2 separate regions of the Ovis aries genome follow, and region 2 is linked to region 1. Evidence: chromatin contacts called from public Hi-C data. All regions are on one chromosome and are shown on one strand. Each heading gives the region's core, a stretch centred on a gene start, on an enhancer-like site or on the middle of the called end of the contact. The rest is flanking DNA. Distances are from core to core; before and after follow the strand shown. Region 1 has its middle 22 kb from the start of SEMA4B. Region 2 overlaps SEMA4B (semaphorin 4B).

What was found. A called contact is a pair of places that touch in the nucleus more often than the background predicts.
Region 2: a contact with region 1 is called in a Hi-C map of tail adipose tissue, with 4 times the contacts expected there. The contact joins two enhancer-like sites. A contact is called at or near these places in 8 of 16 Hi-C or Micro-C datasets (blood, hypothalamus, mesenteric adipose tissue and 4 more).

Annotation. Positions count from the first base shown.
Region 1 is chr18:20,865,681-20,873,199 of ARS-UI_Ramb_v3.0, reverse strand. No RefSeq gene overlaps it. Among named protein-coding and RNA genes, the nearest start is that of SEMA4B, 22 kb to the left of the region's middle. Within about 2 kb of position 3,574, at least 29 of the 54 cell types and tissues checked have an H3K27ac peak or open chromatin away from gene starts, as enhancers often do.
Region 2 is chr18:20,919,545-20,927,063 of ARS-UI_Ramb_v3.0, reverse strand. It overlaps SEMA4B (semaphorin 4B), which reads right to left. Exons shown (of 16, transcript XM_060401645.1): 4 at 4,749-4,912; 5 at 4,484-4,546; 6 at 2,424-2,522; 7 at 1,647-1,758; 8 at 1,311-1,424; 9 at 1,016-1,167. Among named protein-coding and RNA genes, the nearest start is that of CIB1, 15 kb to the left of the region's middle. Within about 2 kb of position 2,638, at least 3 of the 54 cell types and tissues checked have an H3K27ac peak or open chromatin away from gene starts, as enhancers often do.

The sequences.
Region 1 (7,519 bases), core at 2,325-4,824:
GCATTCAACCCCAGGTCTCAGATCCTGCCCCCCAGGCCCAGCCTCTCTCTGCCCCATGGGGCCACCCCATAGATGGAGGATGGGAAGAGAGCCAGAAGATGGGCCCAGTGCCCCAAGTCTCCTGCTTCAGCCAGTGAGATCCCTGGGCTGGGCTCCAGAAAGGAAGGGCCTTGTCCAGCTGGGCCCTGTCCTGCATCACCAGGCCCAGCACTCAGCCTTCAGCTGGCAGGGATAGGGGGGTGAGGTGGGGCGGTCAGCTCCAGGAGCTGGGCCAGCCAAGAGCAACCTGATCAAGCAGGAAACAGGCCTGCCGCCAGACAAAGCGTCACCCGGCACCTGGAGCCTTTGTTCTCTAGCTGCCCGTTGCAAACTTTCCCAGGCACCTGCAGCCGGGCCTCAGGAGCACCTGGGCCAGGAAGGGGCTCCCACGGAATCTGGTTTTTCTGCAAAAGGGAGTGGCCTGACTTGTGACCCTGAGGGAGGTCTTGTGACATAATAATAACAACAATAACAATAGGTCCTCTACGCGTAAGAGGCAATTCATCTAACCCTCCCAACAAACCCAGGAGGTCTCTACTAATTATTCACGTACTACAGATTACGAAATGGAAGCACACGGAGATAAAGTGACCAGGGCCAGGTCACGCAGTATGAGGAAGAGAAAACAATATGGGCTTTTAAATTAATGAATCCCAGCCCTACTGACCCTCAGCAAGGCATTTAAAATTTTCCAAGCTTGTCGTCTTGTTCTGGTCTCAGAGGACTGCAGTGCAGATTAAATGATATGAGATATACAAAGCCTCTGGCACATGGCTCCCCATCCAGACAGGTTTTGCTCCCCACCTCCTAGAGCTCTCCTAGATCATGCTACCATCACTGGACCTCAGTTTCCTCATCAAAAAAATAGGTACAATAACATTACCCAATAGGGCTATTGAAAGCCTCATGCTCTTCTGATAGGAGTGCCTCATCTTTTGAAAGGAGGCGACAGAGGATGAGATGGCTGGATGGCATCACCAACTCAAAGGACATGAATGTGGGAGATGGTGAAGGGCAGGAAAGCCTGGCGTGCTGCAGTTCGTGGGGTGGCAAAGAGTCGCTCACTTAGCAACTGAACAACATCTTTTCAAAAGGCCCCATTCCTGAGACCATCCTAGCAAGACTCCATTTTACAAAATTGCTATCTCTGCTTTCTACCAAAACAAACAAAGAAACACAAATAGAAAAACCAATCTTAGTGCCATTCTCCTTTTTGAGACAAAAAGCCAATATTACTCACACCACTCAGCTTGGAAGATTTTCTCAGAAGGAAAACCAGAAGGGACAGCTCCAGTCATACCACGGGTTCCAGGATTCTCTCCAGCTTCACACTCTGAGACCGACGACCCACCCATAGCAGCCTCGACAGGATAGACAGCCCACGCAAAGTGCAGGGAAGATCCACGGGGGATTTCAGCCCAAACAAAACAAGACATTACACTCCTTTCCCTGTAAATGAGCCAACACTGATCAAGCTTGTGTCATCAGCAAAGGCACTGTGTGCATGGATGTTTCCCCAGTATCAGGGACTATACTGATACATGAGAACACACTGCCACCACTGTTGTGGATACCCGTCAGGGTGGTGGCCTCAGCTCTTCCCAAAGGCCACATCTGTTTTTCTCAATCAGCTTTTGGGGGATCAACTGCCCTTTTTCTAGTCCAACTCAGCCAATCATGTAAGGGCTGCCAATCAAACTACATCACCGCCCCTGGTTACAGTGACTGGTCCAAGAGAAAGGTAAGGAATAAAAATAATAATAATAATAAAAAAGTCTAGCAGAGTTTTTACCAGAATTTCAAAATTGGAGCTGGAGAGGAAAATCCTATTCTTCTTGGATTTGGTGAGCTTGAAGGATGTAAGTTTGGACCACTGATAGCCATCTTCTGGATGGAGAAAGCCTGTTTGCAAAAGCAAGGGATGAAGATATCAAAGAGAAAAGCCATCGTGAATAGCAGGGTATCCTGATATAGTCCCAGATTGCTGTTGTCCCCTAAGAAAGTGAAAATGAAAGTCACTCAGTTATGTCTGACTCTTTGTGACCCCATGGACTATACAGTCCATGGAGTTCTCCAGGCCAGAATACTGGAGTGGGGTAGCCTTTCCCTTCTCCAGGGAATCTTCCTGACCCAGGAATCAAACTGGGGTCTCCTGCACTGCAGGCGGACTCTTTACCAACTGAGCTCTCAGGGAAGCCAGGTCATCTCGTAAGGTAGGCTCAACTCTTCCTGCCCATCTCCTAGTATGTGTTTAAATGAGCCAATAAATTCCTTCCCATCCCTTGTTAGTTAAGAGACCTGCTTAACCCAGCCACAAAGCATCGGGTGGTAATAAACACAGCAGTTGAGTGGGAGAGATGTCACAGGCAGGACCTGATGACTTGCCAAGTGAAAGTTTTAGGCAATCTAGACTGTGAAATCTGAGACAGACAAGATCACCTGATTCATTAAAATCAACAAACACTTACTGAGCCCCTCCTTACACCAGGGCTGGTATTAGGCATTCAGGAGGTAACAGTGAATGGGACAAACCAGGTACTTTTCCTCCCTTTGGAGTAATCAGAAGGGACTTCCTGGAGCTGGTGAGGTTTGAGGAAGTCTCCAAGAGACGGTAAAACCCGGTCAGACTGAGGGTGATGGGGAGAAAAGCGTGAATAAAAATATGGAATATGGAGACATAGGACTTGCCTGGTGGTCCAGTGGCTAAAACTCTGAGCTCCCAATGCAGGGGGCCCAGCTTCGACCCTTGGTCAGGGAGCTAGATCCCCCATGCCGTAACTAAAAGATCCCGCATGATGCAACGAAGACCTGGTGCCACCAAATAAGTATTTTTTTAAAAGAATGAGAAAAAAAAAAAAAAAGATACGGTGGCACAAAGTACATGTCCGTGAGGGCCCGCTGCCTTATATTTCCATGGTGCCTGGCTATAGGTCACACTCAGTACAGGTTGATGGCCTGGTATGAGTAAGAGAATGAGTACGTGAGTGAAGCAAAGTGCAAGTCGTGTGGAGAAAGAGCAGCTATTCAGCTTGACTGCAGAAGAGCTACTTTTAGAGAAGGTAATGCCAGACTGTAGAGGACCTCAATGAAAACCGTGGTCTCTGCCTGGACCACAGCACACAATCCCGGTTCCGGCTGGGCTGGGCAGAGCTGGCAGGGCAGCACAGTGGATCCCACAGAGCCCTTGGGGCCCCCATCTCTGTTGTGGTTGCCACACCCACACACTCTCAGCGTCACCAGCCAGGCTCTGCCCAACACCCTAACCAGCACCCCAGCCACCCAAGGTCATGCCCCAGACACCACCGCCCTCCTGGCTCCTGGGCGAAGCTGCCAACACAGCACTCCTGCACAGTCTGTAATTTGAACAGGACCTCCTCCCAGCCTGACCGCTCCTGGCCTTCTGCACCCCAGATGTGCCCACTGTGGGAGCTGCCCAGAGAGGAGTGGTCTGCTGTCCATCAAACCGCTGCACCTGGGCTGCCTACAGAGGCCGAGCCTGGGCACCGTGGGGGCATCAGAGGCCTCTCCTTTGCCCAGAACTAGGGAGACTATGCCCCCTTGTGGCCAGGAGCCACCCAGCACCTTGGTCTTCCCAGTTCAGTTCAGTTCAGTTGCCCAGTTGTGTTGGACTGCAGCACGCCAGGCCTCCCTGTCCATCACCATCTCCCGGGACTTATTTAAACTCGTGTCCATCGAGTCGGTGATGCCATCCAGCCATCTCATCCTCTGTTGTCCCCTTCTCTTCTTGCCTTCAATCTTTCCCAGCATCAGGGTCTTTTTCCAATGAGTCAGTTCTTTTCATCAGGTGGCCAAAGTATTGGAGTTTCAGCTTCAGCATCAGTCCTTCCAATGAACACCCAGGACTGATCTCCTTTAGAATGGACTGGTTGGTCTCCTTACAGTCCAAGAGACTCTCAAGAGTCTTCTCCAAACCCACAGTTCAAAAGCATCCATTCTTCAGCACTCAGCTTTCTTTATAGTCCAACTCTCACATCCATACATGACTACTGGAAAAACCATAGCTTTGACTAGATGGACCTAAGTCGGCAAAGGAATGTCTCTGCTTTTTAATATGCTGTCTAGGTTTCTTCCAAGGAGCAAGCATCTTTTAATTTCATGGCTGCAGTCACCATCTGCAGTGATTTTGGATCTCAAGAAAATAGTCTGTCACTGTTTCCATTGTTTTTCCATCTATTTGCCATGAAGTGATGACCAGATGCCATGATCTTAGTTTTCTGAATGTTGAGTTTTAAGTCAGCTTTTTCACTCTCCTCTTTCACTTTCAAGAGCCTCTTTAGTTTCTCTTCGCTTTTTGCCATAAGGGTGGTGTCATCTGCATATCTGAGGTTTTGATATTTCTCCCAGCAATCTTGATTCTAGCTTGTGCTTCATCCAGCCTGACATTTCGCATGATGTACTCTGCATATAAGTTAAATAAGCAAAGTGACAATGTGTAGCCTTGACGTACTCCTTTCCCGACTTGGAATCAGTCTGTTGTTTCATGTACAGTTCTAACTGTTACTTCTTAACCTGCATACAGATTTCTCAGGAGGCAGGACAGGTGGTCTGGTATTCCCGTCTCTTGAAGAATCTTCCAGTTTGTTGAGATCCACACAGTCAGGTCTTCCCAGCTATGAAAATTTGCACCGGTAATTTGGTGCGCGCGTGTGTGTGTGTGTGTGTGTGTGTGAGCTCAGTTGTGACCAACTGTTGCAACCCCGTGGACTGTAGCCCGCCAGGTTTCTCTGTTGATAGAATTTTCCAGGCAAGGATACTGGAGTACGTTGCCATTTCCTTCTCCAGGAATCTTCCCAAACCAGGGATCAAACTCATGTCTCTTAAGTGGTCCTAACTAGCAGATGGGTTCTTTACCACTAGTGCCAAAGTGAAGAGGAGCTAAAACGCCTCTTGATGAAAGTGAAAGAGGAGAGCGAAAAAGTTGGCTTAAAGCTCAACATTCAGAAAACGAAGATCATGGCATCTGGTCCCATCACTTCATGGCAAATAGATGGGGAAACAGTGTCAGACTTTATTTTGGGGGGCTCCAAAATCACGGCAGATGATGACTGCAGCCATGAAATTAAAAGACGCTCACTCCTTGGAAGAAAAGTTATGACCGACCTAGACAGTATATTCAAAAGCAGAGACATTACTTTGCCGACTAAGATCCGTCTACTCAAGGCTATGGTTTTCCCTGTGGTCATGTATGGATGTGAGAATTGGACTGTGAAGAAGGCTGAGTGTTGAAGAATTGATACTTTTAAACTGTGGTGTTGGAGAAGACTCTTGAGAGTCCCTTGGACTGCAAGGAGATCCCACCAGTCCATTCTGAAGAAGATCAACCCTGGGATTTCTTTGGAAGGAATGATGCTAAAGCTGAAGCTCCAGTACTTTGGATACCTCATGTGAAGAGTTGACTCATTGGAAAAGACCCTGATGCTGGGAGGGATTGGGGGCAGGAGGAGAAGGGGACGACCGAGGATGAGATGGCTGGATGGCATCATGGACTCGATGGACGTGAGTCTGAGTGAACTCCGGGAGATGGTGATGGACAGGGAGGCCTGGTGTGCTGCAATTCATGGGGTCGCAAAGAGTCGGACACGGCTGAGCGACTGAACTGAACTGAACTGAGTGCCACCTGGGAACTTTTATTTTTGGTTTTTGGCCCAGTCACATGGCATTCAGAGCTTCCCTGCCCAGGGATCAAACCCATATCCCCTGCATTGGAAGCTCAGAGTTCTAACCGCTAGGCCACCAGGGAAGTCCAGGGGAGTTTTTAAAAAGGAAATAACAATTTTGAAAAGCTGAGAACACGAATCACTTAAGCGGATATCTCAAGGAAACTCATGGTAAAGACTTCGGGGAAAAAAATAAAGCAGACTCTTGGAAAAAACTATTTTAGAATTTCCAACGCCAAAGTAAATTTTTCTGACTGTAATTTCTTTTACATTTATCTGCTAAGGCAGGAAGATGTGATATCCGAAGATTGCTGTTTTAGGTGCTTTCCAGTTCCATGCAGTCTTCTCGTGTTCCATGTTCTTATGGAATATACCTCCCACTTCTGTGATTCTTAACAGCCCTGTCAGCCCAGATGGATAGGAAAGAGCTCCTCTCCCCCACATTCCTCAGCTTTGAAAGCTCCGTTTTTCACCTACGTAGTGTTTGTTTGCAATGGGGGCAAACCTCTGAGCATCTTTACAAGCATTTTTGTCTATGATATGTAATACCGTGTATTAGATGCTCATTGTTATTGCTGGTAGTGTTTGTCAGGGAGGAGAATGGAGATTTAAAAAAAGAAAAACTAGAAGACAGCTCCTGATCTCAGGGGCCTGTCTACCTTAGACGAAATACACACACGACACAACTTGCAAACAGTCAGAAATTAACAGCCGGGCATAAACTAAACGTATGAGCGCTGAGAGCAGTAATCAGAGTGAGTGGGAGGCTGAAGGCAGGGCACTTGCTGGAAATACAGTCTGAGAGGAGTCTGGAAGAACGCCAGGCCCGCAGACTGAGGCTGTCTGGGCTTGGATAGACGTTAAGGAGGCCAACATGGACTTCGGTAGTGGTTAAGAATCCTCCTTCCAACACAGTGGACATGGGTTTGATCACTGGTTGGGGGACTAAGATCCAACCTGTTACAGGACAACTAAGCCTGTGTGCCCCGACTACTGATCTAGGGCCCAGCAGCAGCAACTACTGAAACTTGTGTGCCCTAGAGCCTGTGATCCGAAACAAGAGAAGCCTCTGCAAAGAGAAATCTATGCACTGCAGCTAGAGAGTAGCCCTCACTCCCTACAGCTAGAGAACAGCCCTCGCAGCAACAAAGAGCCAGCGCAGCAAAAAAACAAAAAAGGAAGAAGACAGTCAGATGAACCAAAGAGCTGAAGACATCAGGCCAAGAAAGCCTCGTGGTCTGGTGGCTAAGAAAGACTCCGTGCTCCCGCTGTAGGGGCCTGGGTCCGACCCCTACTCAAGGAACGAGATCCATACCTGCAACGACTGAAGAGTTGGCCAGCTGCAACTAAAAGGCCCTGCACGCCGCAACCAAGACGGCACAGCTAAGTAAATAGGCAAACAATATGAAGAAAGCCCAAGGCAGTCATCTTACCACCCCGAGTTCCAACTCTTTAGAATCATCTCTACATGTGAATTCCACCAGGCTTCTTAACCACTCAGGAGGCAGCCCCTGCTCATGACCAGAAGGACTGTCTATTACCCTAGGCAGTTGCCCACCCACTGCTTTTGAAACAGCTCACAGTTCATTCTCTGGGAGAGATTTTGCTGTCAGCGATGATCTCAGCATTTGGACCTATACCTGTCTGGATCTGGCTAGTCCCTGGATGACCCAGTCAGATTCTGTGATCTGGCTTCTGGACAGACCCAACTTTGCTCCTGGCCTCAGCGGGGGTGGGGGTGGGGTGGGCGGGGGGGCAGGGCATGATTTGGGGTATTTTTGGTTCTCGGTAACAGACACCCT
Region 2 (7,519 bases), core at 1,389-3,888, 55 kb before region 1:
AGAGAGAGAGAGAGAGAGAGAGAGCATGCCTCCAGCTAGATCTAAATTTCACATAAACAATAAATTTAAAAAAAAAAAAAGACTTGAAGTGCCAGCCTTCAGCTCCCCCTTGCCAGAAGGCTGGGTAGGTAAATGGCAGTGCTCCCCTAACTGTAAGGAGCCAGAAAAAAGGACGAAGGGAACTCTGTCTACAAACATGAAAAGATGTCACGATTTACTGCTGAGCAGAAAGGGAGGCTAAAGAGTTGCATTACAGTATCTCTTTGTTTGCACGTGGTTTTACATAATACAAATATGTAAGTCTTTACACGTGGGCAAAAGAATAAAGGTTAGCAAGGAACATTCTAAATTGTTAACAGTGGTCACTTCTTGCGGAAGGAGGAGATTGTAACACCGACAGTCACCACCTAGTGGTTGCTCAGCACATTTCCAAGCACCCTACATGCTGAACAGAGGCGGGAACTGAAACAGATTTCTCAGCAAGGAAATTGCCCAAGATCACACGACCTGCAGGGTTTGAACCCAGGCAGCTGGGCTCCAGCGTCAACACTCTTAATCACCATACCAAGCCGCCTCTTTATCTTGTGATTTTTGCGTGTACTTTGCTATGTTTTCACATTTCTTTTAAATAAGAAAAAAACAGACATTTTAACTTAAAAGGAGACTTCTCTGCTGGTTCAGTGGTTATGAATCTGCCAGCCAAAGTAGGGGACATGGATTTGATCCTTGGTCCAGGACGGTCCCACATGTCACAGGGCAACTAAGCCCGTGTACCACAATTACTGAGCTGTGAGTACAGCCTGGGCTCTGCAACAAGAGGAGCCCCCGGAATGAGAAGCCTGTGCACCTCAACTAGAGAAAAAGCTCCCGCTCATCGCAACTAAAGATGAGCCTGGGAAGCAGTGAAGATGTAGCTCAGCCAAAAATTCAAGAGAAAAAGAGAGATGCCAGGAGCCAAGCCGTTCCTTCTGGAGGACAGGAGGAGGCCACCTCTGGGGTGGCCCAGCCCCCTCACCTTGCAGATACGGGCGATGCGGGACACCATGGTGTTCTCAAAGAATTCCAACTCCTGGCCAATCTCTCTGAAGAAGAAGTAGATCTTGTCATCGTCCCCTTCCGAGCTGCCCAGGCTCTCGGGAATGTAGGCTGAGGCCATAAACGCTGGGTCTGTGGGGGGGGCCGGTGGGGAGCACCATCAGCCCAGTGATCCCAGACAGGCAAGACTCTGCTCTCTGGCCCTGCTGGGGAGACAGGGCCCCCGCCCTGGGGCCTGGGGACTGCCCACTGGGGGGGCAGCGGGAGGATTTCACCTTGCAGCCAGTTGAGGGAGGTCTCAGTCTTGATGGGGCGGGGGCTTTGGCTCCTAGAGATGGTCGGGTCATTCCCCTGGAAGCTGCTGACTGTTCCCGTGTACAGCTCGCCATCTGCCAAGAGAACATTTCCCATGAGAATGGGCCCTGGGCACAGCCTCTTCCTGCTCAGGGCCCACAGTGACCTGAGCGCGGCCTTTCTTGCTTGAGGAGGACAGAGGAGGGAATAAGAACTAAGAAGAGCCAAACAGAAAGCTGTCTGGGGTCACTGCACCCCTGGATACCAGCATGGCACCGACCACCCGGGCCACCCTGCCTGCCCTGCCCCCCACTCACCAACCACCAGGGCCGTGGACTTGAAATTGGGGTCAAAAGGACAACGGCCCTTGCCATCTTCCAGGAGGATGTTCCCCCGATTGTCCTGTGCAAGCGTGAAGTTCTCCACGTCCTGCAGGGGAGCAGAGCGGGGAGGTCAGGGCCACACCGGGGAGTGAGCGAGCTTGGTGGAAGAGCAGGGAGGTGTTCAGAGCGAGGGCAGCAGTCCGAGGGCCTCCCCCTCATCCTGGCCCCCGGGGCACAGTCCCCGCAGCGCCTCGCCATGACCCCTCACTGTGGCTGGCCCACGTGGCAGTGAAGATGCTCAGAAAGGCAACGTGAGCCAGGAAAGGGCAGTGATGTGGTTCAAACCCAGAAACGTCTGACTCGGAACCTGGCTGCTCCGACCCACACCCTGAAAATGCCACCCTCCGCAAAGTTGTGCAAAGGGCAGAAACACAAGAGCGTGCGTGTGATGAGGAGGGTGGATGAGGTGGGCTGGCGGGGACTGAGCGAGAGCTGGAGGAAGTGAGAGGGTGTGATCGTGGGGTCAGCCAGGGTCTTTGTGCCCAGGGAATCCTATGGGTCCGTCCTCTCCCCGCATTCTGCAGGGAGACCCGCCCATCAGGGCTGGGGCAGGGTCCCGGGGCTCTCAGGGCCCTTGGCCTCCCAGAAGCCTCCCACCAGGGCAGTGCCCTTCACCAGGGGTCAGTGCTACAGACCAGGTGCCTGGAGGCAGAAAGAGGGCTACTTCCTGGGCCAGCCAGGGGCCGGCCCGGGGTGCAGAGGGGCACTCACAATGTAGGTGCATGCGGGGCTGAAGGCCTCCGTGCCGCAGGCGATGAGGTGGCTGCTGTTGAGTGGCAGGAGGATCTTGATATAGTTTTGACAGTCCCGCTGGAGGAAGGAGGAGGATGTAAGGCACAGACAGGCCACCAGGGGGCGCCTCTGACCTCCCACCACCACCACCCGCCCCCCCACCAGACCCAAGGGGCAGCGCCTCCTGGAGCAGGAGATGGAGGACCTGCGTGTGTGCCTGTGTGTGTAGGAGGGGACCTCGGGACTCAGCTAGCTCTGTGACTAGGAAACTTCACTTCAGTCTGAGGTGAAGGCACAAAACATCTCCCTTTTGAGCTGTCTTATCCCCACCTGGTGAGGAAGTTGAGCCCAGAACAGGAGGAAACACACAGCCCTGAACCCTGGACTCCAGACTCGCAGCTTGCCTCTGAGAGGGTATCCTAACAGGCATCTCCTGAGCTTCTGACTGTTCCCCCAAAACTCCCTCCTCCGGGGTCTCCCCGCTTTCACAGACGCCAACTCCATCTTCTCAGGCCTCAAACCTCACAGCATACGCGACTCCCCTCTTATACCACCTCCACCCTGGTTCTTCCATCAGGAAATCCTGGTGGCTCCATCTTCAAGATACGTCCAGGATCTGACCGAGACTTCTCGTTCCCTTTGTTGGTCCAACCCTGGTCTGGGCCACCATCCCCTTTCGCCCCTCACTGGTCTCCCTCTATCCTTGCCTCCAGGAGCCCGCTCCCCACCACGGTGGTTAGAGCGACTTTCTGAAAACCCACACTAGACCACGCCACCACGCTGCTCAGCCTGCCAGTGGTTCCCCAAATACCTCACTCAGAGTGACATCCACAGTCCTGTTCTTTCTCCACGTCAAACCCCTCACCCCTCCTCCTAATCTTGGCTCCAATGTCACTTTCTAAAGGAAGTGTAACCTGACCACCCTTAAAGCAAGACTGACTTCTTTTTCACAATGATATAATAATCAGGAGATCAAACCAGTCAATCCTAAAGGAAATCAACCCTGAATATTCATTGAAAGGACTGATGCTGAAGCTCCAATACTTTGGTCACCTGATGTGAAGAGTCAATTCACTGGAAAAGACCCTGATGCTAGGAAAGACTGAGGGCAAGAGGAGAAGGGGGCGACAGAGGATGAGATGGTTGGATGTTATCACTGTCTCAATAGACATGAATTTGAGGAAACTCGGGGAGACAGTGACGGACAGAGAAGCCTGGTGTGCAGCAGTTCAGAGGGTTGCAAAGAGTCAGACACAACTTTGTGATTCAACAACAGTAACAACAACGATAATAACCAGAGTCTCAAAGCACCCAGGCACAGAGTAAGTACTTAACACATTTCTGTTGAATAAAAGAAATCAAAAGCAGTCAGGACTTGAACCTGTGTCTTAAAAAAAAAATTTGGTGTTGGGGGGCCGGGTCATGCCACTTGGCTTATGGGATTTTAGTTACCAGACCAGGGATTAGGAGTCCTAACCGCTGGACCCCATGAAATTCCCTGAACTTGTGTCTTGACCCCAAGACTGGGGTCTTTTACCTTCACCTTTGCCCCCTGCTGCACTCAGGACCAGGAGGCCTCTGGGAATTGTGGGGAGTCTTCCCAAAGAACTCTGGGCTGACCAGTCCCCACTCATTGGTCTGGCCAAAACCAAGCTGGGATATGTCAGGCCTGCCACATCAAGCACCATCCTCAAAGGGACAGACTCCCACCCCCACCCAATCACTGCTCCTGCTGGAAGCTGACGTCTGTTTGGCCCTTATCATATGTATTAGCTCACTGAATCCTTGTGGTGAGTCCAGTGAGACAGCCATCCTTACCCCATTTTACTAAGGCTCGGAAAGGCAAATCAATTTGTCCGAGATCACAGAGATAATAAGTACAGGGTCGAGACACAAACCCGAGTCTGGCCATCTCAGAAACCCATGTCCTTTCCACTACAGCTGGCAGCATCTGCTCCTACCTCCGGCCTCCATCCTGGGCCCAGACCTACCACCTCCAGCCCTCCTTCAGCCCAGGTCACCTCCAGGTGCTGGCTCACCTCTGGGTTTTTGCCCTTGAAACTGCACTGCTGCTTTCTCTCTGCATCTGCGGGCCACAGCAGCTGGGGAACCAGAAAGGGAAAGATCAGTGTGCACCTAGGAGCAGAGGCTCCGCCTCCCGTTTCTTTGCCCCTCCCCCTGGGAGCAGAGGCTCCGCCTCCCTTTCTTCAGCCCTCCCCTATTTGCATCATCCTGGGGCCCAGAAGTTCCACCCCTCACCCCACCAGCACCCTCTACCCAGCCTAACCCTAAGCATCATCTGACCTCCTGGTACTTCCCGCCTGGCAGGAAGCTGACGCTGCTGTTGAGTGCCAAGAGGGCCTCTCGAGCACCCACGTACACAGTCCTGCCATCCTTGCTCAGCAGGAGGGATGTGTAGTTGAAGATATTTTCAGCTTCAAATCTGAGGAATGGTCGCTTTTCAGACCCTGGAGAGAGGATGATGGACATTACCTGGGGGCCACTCCTCCCCTGAGAACGCTCTTACACCAACCTCTAGAACAGACTGATGCGGTTGAAGGTAGATCAGCAAGGCAGTGGGTGCATGGGGCTGAGGACCGGCAGTCAGATTTAAGAGAAGCAGCACTCCCGGATTCTCAAACATTATGTATGAAACAAACGCACAGTGATGAACGTCAAAGAACATTAGTTACAGCGCCATTCATGTTAATGAAAGACTGAAATCACCTCAAATCCAACCACAGGGGGCTGGGTGAAAATAAACCTCAACACTTTCTATGCTGGAAGACTATGCAGCTGGTGAAATGCTGCTGTATTAGCAACTCCGGACAAACAAGCCAAGTTATCTAAGAAAGGCATGGTCAAAATGTTAAGTGAACTGAAATAGAAAGTGATGGATTTCGAGCATCTAACAGAACGTAGGAAACGAAAGTCTCTTTAACATTCTCCTGTGAGTGGCATTAGATCCAAAGAGAAGGACTTGTAAGCACAGCCCACTCCCACGGGCAGCAGTGATCGTTGAGTCACAGAGGAATGCAAACACAGGGAGCCAGCCTTCAGTTTTCAGCACTGCTTCGGGTCACTCACGGGCGATTTATGGTTATTAAACAGAACGTAAATGCTAATAACCTTGACCTCAGAAACTTGAATGTACATCAGACAAGCACTGTGATGCTGGGAGGTGAAAGGAAATCAAGGAAAACGCAGTCTCCTTATCTTCCTCTGAGAGGAAGGGCCTCTGAGAATAAGGGCCACAAGAGATTATGGTTTGTAGAACAAGCACTTGAGGCTTAAGCATATTACTTACATTTTAAATTGCAAAGGTAACCAAATATAGAGGCAGACAATGTTTGGAGGAAGTAGGGAAGGGTGACGGAAACCTTTACTTTTCTTAGGGGCAAGTCAGTAAATCCAATAAACCAAGAAATCGTGGAGTAAACATTTTATTTCAGTGGAGGGAACCACTCTGTAACAAGAAGTCTAACTGATTAAAATTGCCTGCGGCTGGGGAAGACTGAGGCAATTACTGCTTTTGACAAGTCTTTCTATGCTTTAAAGAAAAAAAAAAATACTATGCGCATGTATATATCATATACATTTCAAGTGTCTTTCATTGTTGTAGAATATGTAATAACAAGGATAGATACTAGTTATCTACTATTAAATGAAAATGAAAAAACACTATGCATAGTTAGATTCTATTTTTTTGTGGGAAAAACATAAACATAGAAAAAAAAAGTCAAGAAGGATGAATCACAAAATACTGAAAAGTGGTATCCTGGTAGAATTCTAGGTAATTTTTTTCCCTTTGCATTTGTTATCGTTTTTTTGATTCTATAGGTTACACTTGTGCAATGCTAAAGAAATAAATTAGAAGGAAAGGAAGAAGAAGATAGACACACACATCTATCCACCAGGGTACCGCCTGTGCTCTCAGTGACTAATGGATTTGGAGGGAAATCATTTAAAAAATTCTAAGCAGCTGATCAGAAAAGAAAAACAAAGCAAAAAGCAGCCACGGTGCCCAACCCCAAGCATCTCGTAACTGACCAGTGGACTGCAATCACGATAACAGTTTCATGAAGCTGAGGAAGCAAAAAAAAAAAAAAGCACCATGCCAACAAAGCACTTGTGAAGACAGCTTCATGTGTGTTTACAGGGTGAACATTTTTACATACCCCCAGCCTGGTTCCACAAAGGGCAAGGAAACATGAAGAAAAGAAGGTAGTGAAATATAAATGCTGAAAGTCAGGAGTGGAGGGGGAAAAAAAATCTGAAGAAAGCATCTAAACCAGAAAGGAAGGACGGGTTCACATCAACAGGTCATAAGGTCCTCAGGCAGCTACCAGACATGGGCTCTGCATTTAATGTTGAGCCTCCCAGTGGCCAAAGAGAAAAGGAAAATCAGGTTACTTTGTCCTCACTGTTCAAGAGGAAGAACACATAACAGCCTTTCTGGGGGGAGCCAGGCTTTTTACCTGGCTGTTCATGCTGAAGGAAGCCCTTCATTAGGACTCCCCAGCACATACAATGGGAAATCCCTCTAGCGAATAGGAATGATGGAGTTCCCCAGGCTGTTGTTCCTCACAAGGTCTCCTGATGCAGGAAGGCAGTACTACAAGGTACCAGTGTGGGAATCTATGAGGGAATCTGCAGCTAGGAGGCCTGTTAGTCTAGAACCAGAGCAGGGACACGGGCTGCACTGGCAACTCACAGGGCAAAGTCCTGCCCACTGTCCAGAGCCTGAACTCTGTTGCAGAAACCACAGAGGGCAGCTGTGGTCTGGAGAAGTTAAGGCCTCTCTGAACTCTTACGTTCAGATTGGAATCACACTAGATTCCAAGTCTTTTGCCTCAAATTCCCAACCCCTCACCACTTCCTCTTAGCACTCTACACACTGGAAGGGGGACTTCTCTGGTAGTCCAGTGGTTAAGACTTCGAGTTCCCAATGCAGGGGGTGTGGGTTTGATCCCTGGTCAGGGAACTAAGATTCCACATGCTGCTTGGCACAGAGCACATACACACATACACAAAGGATACGCTGGCAGGCCCAGGGAATGCTTCCAACACTAACC